Regions from separate parts of the Rattus norvegicus genome. Here all the other regions are linked to region 2. Evidence: chromatin contacts called from public Hi-C data. All regions are on one chromosome and are shown on one strand. The core of a region is the stretch at or near the end of the contact, and the rest is flanking DNA. Distances in the headings are between cores, read along the strand shown. Region 1 overlaps Rad51b (RAD51 paralog B). Region 2 overlaps Rad51b (RAD51 paralog B). Region 3 overlaps Rad51b (RAD51 paralog B).

The links. A called contact is a pair of places that touch in the nucleus more often than the background predicts.
Region 1: a Hi-C map of psoas muscle shows a contact between it and region 2, with 2.2 times the contacts expected there. The contact joins two enhancer-like sites. A contact is called at or near these places in 2 of 12 Hi-C or Micro-C datasets (mammary epithelial cells and psoas muscle).
Region 3: a contact with region 2 is called in a Hi-C map of liver, with 4 times the contacts expected there. The contact joins two enhancer-like sites. A contact is called at or near these places in 2 of 12 Hi-C or Micro-C datasets (kidney and liver).

The regions. Positions count from the first base shown.
Region 1 is chr6:104,308,163-104,310,862 of GRCr8, reverse strand. The region is part of intron 8 of Rad51b (RAD51 paralog B); the gene reads right to left. The region is part of intron 1 of LOC134479408 (a long non-coding RNA gene); the gene reads left to right. Among named protein-coding and RNA genes, the nearest start is that of Atp5pdl1, 120 kb to the left of the region's middle. Within about 2 kb of position 1,407, at least 23 of the 93 cell types and tissues checked have an H3K27ac peak or open chromatin away from gene starts, as enhancers often do.
Region 2 is chr6:103,895,599-103,898,298 of GRCr8, reverse strand. The region is part of intron 7 of Rad51b (RAD51 paralog B); the gene reads right to left. Among named protein-coding and RNA genes, the nearest start is that of Rad51b, 67 kb to the right of the region's middle. Within about 2 kb of position 1,343, at least 12 of the 93 cell types and tissues checked have an H3K27ac peak or open chromatin away from gene starts, as enhancers often do. A contact at or near this core is called in liver, where this site is marked.
Region 3 is chr6:104,357,427-104,360,126 of GRCr8, reverse strand. The region is part of intron 9 of Rad51b (RAD51 paralog B); the gene reads right to left. All of the region lies in intron 1 of LOC134479406 (a long non-coding RNA gene), which reads left to right. Among named protein-coding and RNA genes, the nearest start is that of Atp5pdl1, 71 kb to the left of the region's middle. Within about 2 kb of position 1,401, at least 3 of the 93 cell types and tissues checked have an H3K27ac peak or open chromatin away from gene starts, as enhancers often do. A contact at or near this core is called in liver, where this site is marked.

The DNA.
Region 1 (2,700 bases), core at 158-2,657, 410 kb before region 2:
GAAGGAGGAAAGTCCAGCAGCCTCTGCAGCCGGAGGACTGGAGAAGCGGTGAAGAGAGGGAACCATTTGCAGAAGTAGTAATTACAAAGAGGCTTGTAAACTTCAGGGGGCTGAGATGTAATCAGTGTAATTTCCTTAATATAACTTTGATCAGGAAAATCATTGTTCCAAATGCCCCCATGACCTCTCTTCGTACCATTTACAGGGAGGTGATAAATTCAGTCCTGCTGCTGCCAGCTAGGAGGGGGCTGCATGCTTCCCACTCAGTGTTTAGTCAGTCCAGGGAGTTATGTGAGCTCAAAACATTTTCCCTGTTCTGCATTTTCTCTTTTCTGCTAGCCCTGAAAATGGCAACAACCTGGCAGGGGCCATGAGTCTTGAAGCAATGGAGTATGGGTTTGTGGAAACGGATTCCTCATCAGAACATTTGGAAACATTCCTACACATATCAGGCCCCACAAACATTTCTCATTTGACCCTCTTTGGGAAAGGAGGGGTTAAAAAAAAAAAGCTCTGAATATCTTTAGTGACTTGGTAAGCTCACCTTAACCTAGAGCCAGGTCCCCCATTTTGACCTGGATAAGGATGCCACAGTGGTTATCAAAGTCCCATTTATACTGTATGCACATTGAGCTATCTTAGTTCCTGAGAAAATTCCCATGAAGCCACACAGTGAGAGAGACCATGATAAAGACCTTGCCTTTTATTTCTCTCCTTCAGTGAAATTGGTCCCCAGGCACTTTAGACTTAGAAGTTCCACTAATAAGCCTGATAAACGGCAAGCCCAGCCTCTGCATAGAAACTACTTTGTATAGCCCCCTGAGTAAAATCCCCCGGGGGACAGAAGATGCCCACAGCTTTAACAATCCAGACATAACACAGCCTCAGTATGAGAACAGAAGACAAGCTCGTTCTGACATCCCAATTGAAACTACAGGCTGAATCGGACATAGAAGAATGCAATTACCTTTTCTAGTCTGATGCTACACTAAAGAAACTGGAGAAGTGGGATACCTATTAGGTCCCCACTAATTCCCCTCCTAAATTCAAAGCAGGGCTGGTCCCTGGAACTCATTTCTGAGTATTCTTACTCCCTGTCCTTGTTAGGCAGCTCAATTGATAAGTGCTTCCAGCTCATAATGCTTTCTGCTTAGCTCGCCCCCTCTTCTTTCCCATCGGCTCAAAGCACTTTACAAATATCACCTCATTATTCTTTATAGCACTCCAGCGAGCCTGATAGGTGGAAAGGTTCATTATCTTCTCCTCAGCAATAGGGGAAATAGACAAAGGAAGGAGAAGCGAAGCTAGCAAAGCAGAGGCTGGACTGGAAGTACAACTCGGCCACTCTCCCGACTCCAAATGTGCACATGTCCCTTGTCAGCTTGTAAAACTGATCCGCTGACAGGGTGGGGTTTTCTCCTAAGCACTGTTTTGAAATCCGCATGTCTGGAGGGAGGCTCGCACTGGGCCGGAGGGGGAAAGGGCAGGAGTTGAGACGGAGGATGCGTTCAGATGGCAGCACTCAGGTTAGACAAAGTTCTTAGCCAGAGTCGCAGTGCCTTCCCTAGGAAAGGAGATGCTTAGACAGGAGGATTTTTCCCGCTCGTATGTGATGGATGAGGAGTTCCTGATGACTGTGCTCACTAGTCCCTCTGACCATCTGGGCCTCATTCCTTTCGTAAGCTGGAAATGGCTTGCACCCTTGTCTTCTTACAGAGTGTTCCTTGTCATCCACCATCCACCTATGACAGGAAGCATCAGGGCAGCCAAGTGTGACAAGGCAAAGTGAAGAGGTGGCCCTGGTGCATTAAGGCCTAAAGAGATGGAGACCTGGGGAGCAGGAAGATACTGAACGGGCCGTAGAGGAAGAACTTAAAGTGTAAAGCTGCCAAACTGTGCCATGAACTGCGCCTCAGATTGAACCAGAGACACACCCTATATTCTGTGGAATTTATACTAAGTCCCCCAAAGTATCAGAAGGCTGGGAACAACAGGACTTGATGTGGCTTTTCCAGATAGAGGATTTGCCAGTCCCCCCCCCCCCCTTATGTGAACAATGGCCCAGTGTACCCTGTGGTGGCAATTTTCCATTTATACAGAAGTTCATTTTAATAATAATAATAATAATAATAATAATAATAATAATAATAAAGCACTGATCTTCAAGTTAATCAAAATTGGATTACACAGGTTTCAGGAGTTTATAATTTGGCGCCTGAGCCCCATAAGCCTGGACCTTTAGAAAACCTGCCATAGCTCATCTCTCTCATCTTCAACACTTACTTTTTCTAAATGATGCACTGCTGACCATCCAACAAAGAGCTGGAGAGGTAAGACAGTGAAACCAATATTTGTTTGTAGAAGCAGCTCCTGCCTCAAGAATAATGACCTTGGATAATAATAAAGAATGAGGCTTTGGGGTGAGGGAGTGGTTGGTTGCAGGGACCAGAGATAAAGGACTGACTATGCAACTGCCAGAGGAAGCACATTTTTGTAGTAATGAGGTTGTTTTTGTTGGCCTGATCTGTGCCTTCACCATGGGAACTGCGCCGTTTGCTTGCTGCTCCTACAGGGACTGCAGAACACTTTCCTTTGTACAGAGTAAAAGCAATGAAGAATAAGGATCCCCTCAAAGCCAGTGTCTTCGGGGGTGGGGGGTGGGGTGAATTGTATTCATCTCCACGTCCAGCTGTAAGGGCC
Region 2 (2,700 bases), core at 94-2,593:
GTAAGGGGGTGGGGGGAGTGTCCCAAAGGAAAGGCCCAAAAGGCAGCAAAAAGAAACAGCTCCCAGCTGAGCAATTTACCCAATCACTCAAACATCCCCAGACTCTTCTGGTTCTCAAACTACAACACAATTTTGACCTTTCCTCTCCAATTATTTATTTCTTTATAGTTATATGAGAGACCACTATTAAACACACTTGAAAATTCTGCAGGAATGATAACCAGTAGATTCAGTTACTTTATTAGATTTTCTTCCCTTTAGTGCATTGAAAGAAAAAAGGCAAACAGCCCTTCTATAGAAAGTAAAGATCCAAACAGTTTTACACCCAAATGATGGACAGCACAGAAAACAACACTTGCCCGCCCTCTTTCACTCAAGGGCAAGTCCACTTGAAGCTTTATCCTGCCTCCCCAGCTTATATCTGCCATTACATTATAGGAGAAATGTGAAAATTAAAGAAAACCAGGCTGACAAGGAAGCAACACTGTCCTTATGCAATCTTCCTCAGAGCAGCAACATTCTAAATGCCTCTCTCACCTGCCCCATTCTAGCAGACCCCCATCCAAAAGGTGGCACTGTACCACATCACATTCACCCTGTTTTAAATGACAACTTCTTGTGTGAGATCATAAGGTTAGCAGACACAATGGACACCACCATCACTGACATCGCCCTCAACCCTCACCCACAGCCCGAGATGGTCTAGGGATCATTATAGTTCTGGATGCATGGACTGAGGGAGGAGCAGAAGAACAATGGCGAGAAACTAAAAGATCTCATAAAGTGCAGTGGATTAGCAGGCAGAGCAGCACTGAGCAGTGCTCCCTTTGCCTATCTTGCCCCACACAAAATCAAGTCAAATTATTCCCCTTAAAGAGCCAAATTTGTCAAAGACTTTTAGACTTCATGTCTAGCAGCACATGAAGTGAACGGGAGGGTGTCAGGTAATTTATAGTCCACCAATCTGCTCAGGCCACCAGTGAACCACACAGCTGAAAAAGTTCACCACATCCAAAGTCAAACTCTGCTGGGATCAGAAGAATACTCATCAAGGGGCTGCACTCGGACCTCATTATGACTCCATGTTATTTTAATACTGTTCCTTGGATTTTGCCCCACACACAATTCCCAAGTCACAGAAAGACCATGAACAGTGTCCAGATGTATAAAATGCAAAAATACTTTCCTCCTACTTGTGGACTCCAAGATAAACACCACAAGAAGCACGTGTGTCTAAACTTGGAGCTCGTTCCAAATTAAATACTGCATCATGTGCACAGTGTATGGCTTAAAAAACAAAACCCCACGAATATCCTACACGGTTCATGAGCCAGGCTCGGGCAAGCACATGACCACACTGGAAGAAGGAAACATGAATCGGAGAGCCAGGGTAAAGGGTGAGAACAGACTCTGTCAGGACCTTTCCCAGAAAACTGTTGCTATTTTCAGGGAACATCTGTATAACACGGGACACAGATAAAAGGGGAAATCATACTTTTCTGTTTGGCTGGGGGTTTGCCGTTAGTCTAAAACTGCAAAGATTTCAAAAGCCCTAAGTAGACAAGCACAAACATCATTACGTACAGATACACATGCACTCGCTGAGGTAATGAATACTTAAATGTCTGGGCTTGGGGGCAGACCAGCTAGAATGCTTTTGACCTGGAAGCTGGGTCTGAGTGGGGTACATGGAAATTTGGGGGCAAACGCACAGGATACAGACCATGGGAGAGTGAGTTCCACATCAATGTTGTTGCGTTTCCGAGATTACAGTGGGAGGCACAACCCTCCTTTTGTTAGTCTACCCATCTCTTTCTACTTTCCATACTTAAGTTTTTATTAAGTTTCCTTCACTGACTGTAACTTTTTTTTTCGGAGCTGGGGACCGAACCCAGGGCCTTACGCTTGCTAGGCAAGCATGACTGTAACTTTTACAGTAAAAAAGTGAATGGCTATAAAAAGTGGGAAGATAGGAGACAATAGTTTGGCTAAGCCAGAGTCTTCAGTATTCTCTCCTGCAACTTAGCAAAAGCAAAAGCTCTGAAAAAATCCAAGTTGGAATATATTCAACTAGCAAAATATCATGGCTTCAAAAAAATAAAACATTTGATAAATGCAAAAGAACACACACACATACACACACATATACACACTGTGTAGGTTATAAGGTATAGCTATGGAATGCATGCCTATGAACCTGCCAACTATTTTTTTTAATTTGCATTTTTCCTGTCTGAAAAACTAGTAATGTAACTCAGTGGCAGAATACTTGCCTGACATGTCCAGGACCCTAGGTATAATTCTCAGCCATGACAAAGGAAGATGGAGGTGGGCAGAATATTTCTAATCTGGTAATTTGCTGTGGACTAAAATTTTACATCTCTCCCAAAATTCTCTGTTGAAACCCTAGTCCCTGGGATGATGGTATTTGTCTATGAAGTTTTGAAAGGTCCCTAGCTAGATTAGGTCTCAAAGGTGGAAATGCCATGCTGGGAACAGACACATCAGAGCACGATCACCAAGAGGGGACCCTCACCAAGCAGCCAACCCCATCAGACACTGGTCTCCTACGCTCAGTGACTAGAACATGCAGAAGTGAATGTTATTGCTTACTCTGCATAGATGCTGCCCTACAGTAGTCCTAGCAGACAAGACACGACAGCAGCAGCAGAAGCCATCTTCCCACAGGGGAATGTATTC
Region 3 (2,700 bases), core at 152-2,651, 460 kb before region 2:
GGGACGTTGTATCCAGAAGGACTTCTTGAAAATAGTCACAGGGTTTGGAGAGGTCACGGATTAAGATGTGTGCAGTTAGTGAGAGGCAGTGAGATAACCATGTCAGGTGGAGCCCATTGCCTTTCAGACTGATAGGTGAGAGGGGTATCTCCAACATGAGGTATTTAATTGTAGCAAAAAATGTGATCAACCTTCTTGGTATCCTACTGGATAAAGTGAGGACGAGTAAGGCTGGATGCTGGTAGCATTAAGTGGGTTTGCGAGTGATCAAACGGTCCTTAGCAACCTATGAGGGGCAGCAACCTTGAGCAGGTGCCCCCGAATCTAACCTTGGCCTTGTCACATTCAGCATTTTTACGGAGGCAAGTGAAGATGTTGCTGTACCCATACCCTAAAACAAACATGGAGCCCAATAGGGAAGAAAGTGACCAAAAACCACTCTGTCTCAACACACCTTACATTCTAAAGGAGGCAAAAGGTAATGCTGAATGGCTGTGGTGTGCTAGGCAGTTGTGTGTCTATGAAGGGGAGCAGAAAAGAGCATAGAGGGGCTGGGGATTTAGCTCAGTGGTAGAGCGCTTACCTAGGAAGCGCAAGGCCCTGGGTTCGGTCCCCAGCTCCGAAAAAAAGTACCAAAAAAAAAAAAAAAAAGAAAAGAGCATAGAACAGATATTGTGGTTGATTAGGGAAGTGCTTGGTTTTAAATAGAGGGGTGGAGGTCACTGAAAAGGGCTGAGGATTATGTGACTAACACACCCAAGGGAAGTTGATTTGAGGAGGTAACAGAAGAGAAACATAGGGGCTGGAGAGATGGCTCAGTGGTTAAGATCACTGACTGCTCTTCCAGAGGTCCTGAGTCAAGTTCCCAGCAACCACATGGTGGCTTACAACCATCTATGATGGGATCTGATGCCCTCTTCTGGTGTGTCTGAAGACAGCTACAGTGTACTCATATATATACATATACAATGAGTAAATAAGGCTTTAAAACAGACGAAGAAGAAGAAGAAAAAGAAGAAGATGACAAAGGGGAGTTTGTACATTAACCAGGCAACTGTGATAATCAAATGAATCTCAATTTGGCTAAAACGTTGAGACAAATCTTATGTTTATTTTAGCGGAAGGTCAAAGGTTTATATATTAAGAGGTAACCAGAAAATCGCATATCTTGGAGAGTACAATTTCATTGAAATAAATGTAAGGCCGTCTCTTTGGGAACAGAGTATCCGTTATTGGTGACATGTTAGGAGAAATGAGATTTGGCATTCAGAAAATAGACTAGGAATGTTAGTCAAATGAATCAGCTCTGAGATGTGGCTCAAAAACCTAGTGCGGGCTCAGGTTGTAAGTTCAGCCTCTGCAGGGAGCGGGGGTTGTGTCAGCAAACCGCACTTAATGAATGCAGCATGTTTGGATAGGGGACAAAATCCAAACTCCAAACTGACAAACAGGAGGACACCTAAAGGAGAGCAAACAGAGGTGGTTGAAAGTCCAAAGCACTTCAGATCACAAACACTTCGATGCAGTCCCAAAGGCTGGACGTTGAGGGGAAGTCCACACTGCTTCTGAGTTTTCATAGGTGTGTCTCACAAAACTAGTTGGGGGATATAAAAGCCCCATAGCTGTCAATGAAAAGAGTGACAAATGCTGCATGTCTTTGTAAATACGCAAAGACTCTTCTCTCCTGAAACATGACCCAGTAGCCTATACCTTTGCACCCCTTTGCCATTCAAACTAAAAGCTAGCTCCTGCATATACGTGTGTGTATGTGTAGCATATAGGGGGAGTGTGGGGCCCGAGATAGACTTTGAATGTATTTCAGTATTGCTCTCAACCATATTTTTCGAGACAGGTTTTCCAATTAAACCTGGCGCTCACTATTATGGCTCTACTGGCTGGTCATCAGGCCTCCAGCATCCTCCTATCTCTGCACCCTGCCTCAGAACTAGAGTTACAGGCACATACTGCCATGCCTGGTTTTCTACATGGCTACTTGGGACCTGAACTCAGGTAGCCACGTTTCTATAGCAAGTACTTTACCCACTGAGCCACTCCCCAGGGTAAACCACCCTTGGAAGCAAACGGCCTCACAGCTGGTGACTTGGGCTCTTCTGCTTCAGATGTTCAGTGGCCTCTCATGGTTGGAGTGTTCTAGTGTGTACATGTGGGCGGTCATCCAGAGTCCCTGTATCTTTTCCAGCACATAGGCCTGCAAGGAGGCCTGGGGACTAGGAAAACCCTGAGTCCTTTGTGGGGAAAAAAAGAAGTGGGCTCTGCCTCTGAGGGTTCCAAAGTCTCCATTTGTAATACCGAATGGTAAGCCCCAATTGGACAGATGTAGATCAGTCCACTTCTCTTGGGGGTGAAAAAACCAGCCAAGGAAAAGACAAGATAGCAAATACACCCCACAGTAAGGTTATTGCATGATTCAAGGCGGGGGTAAAGGGTGGGGGGCTGGCTAGGGCATCTGTGCAGTGACCTCACGGTTTGTGGCTTCCACACTGGCACTGCCTTTCATCTCTGAATGCCCAAGCCTTTCAGCCTGGGTGCAAATGCTGTCTCTTCCAGAAACTAGTATTCTCTCCCCAGCCTAGGGCCATCTCTCCCTAACCCATCACGCTGTCTCTGCAGCTCTCTGAGAATGAAATCGGTTTTATTACTGTTCTTTAACACACACACACACACACACACACACACACA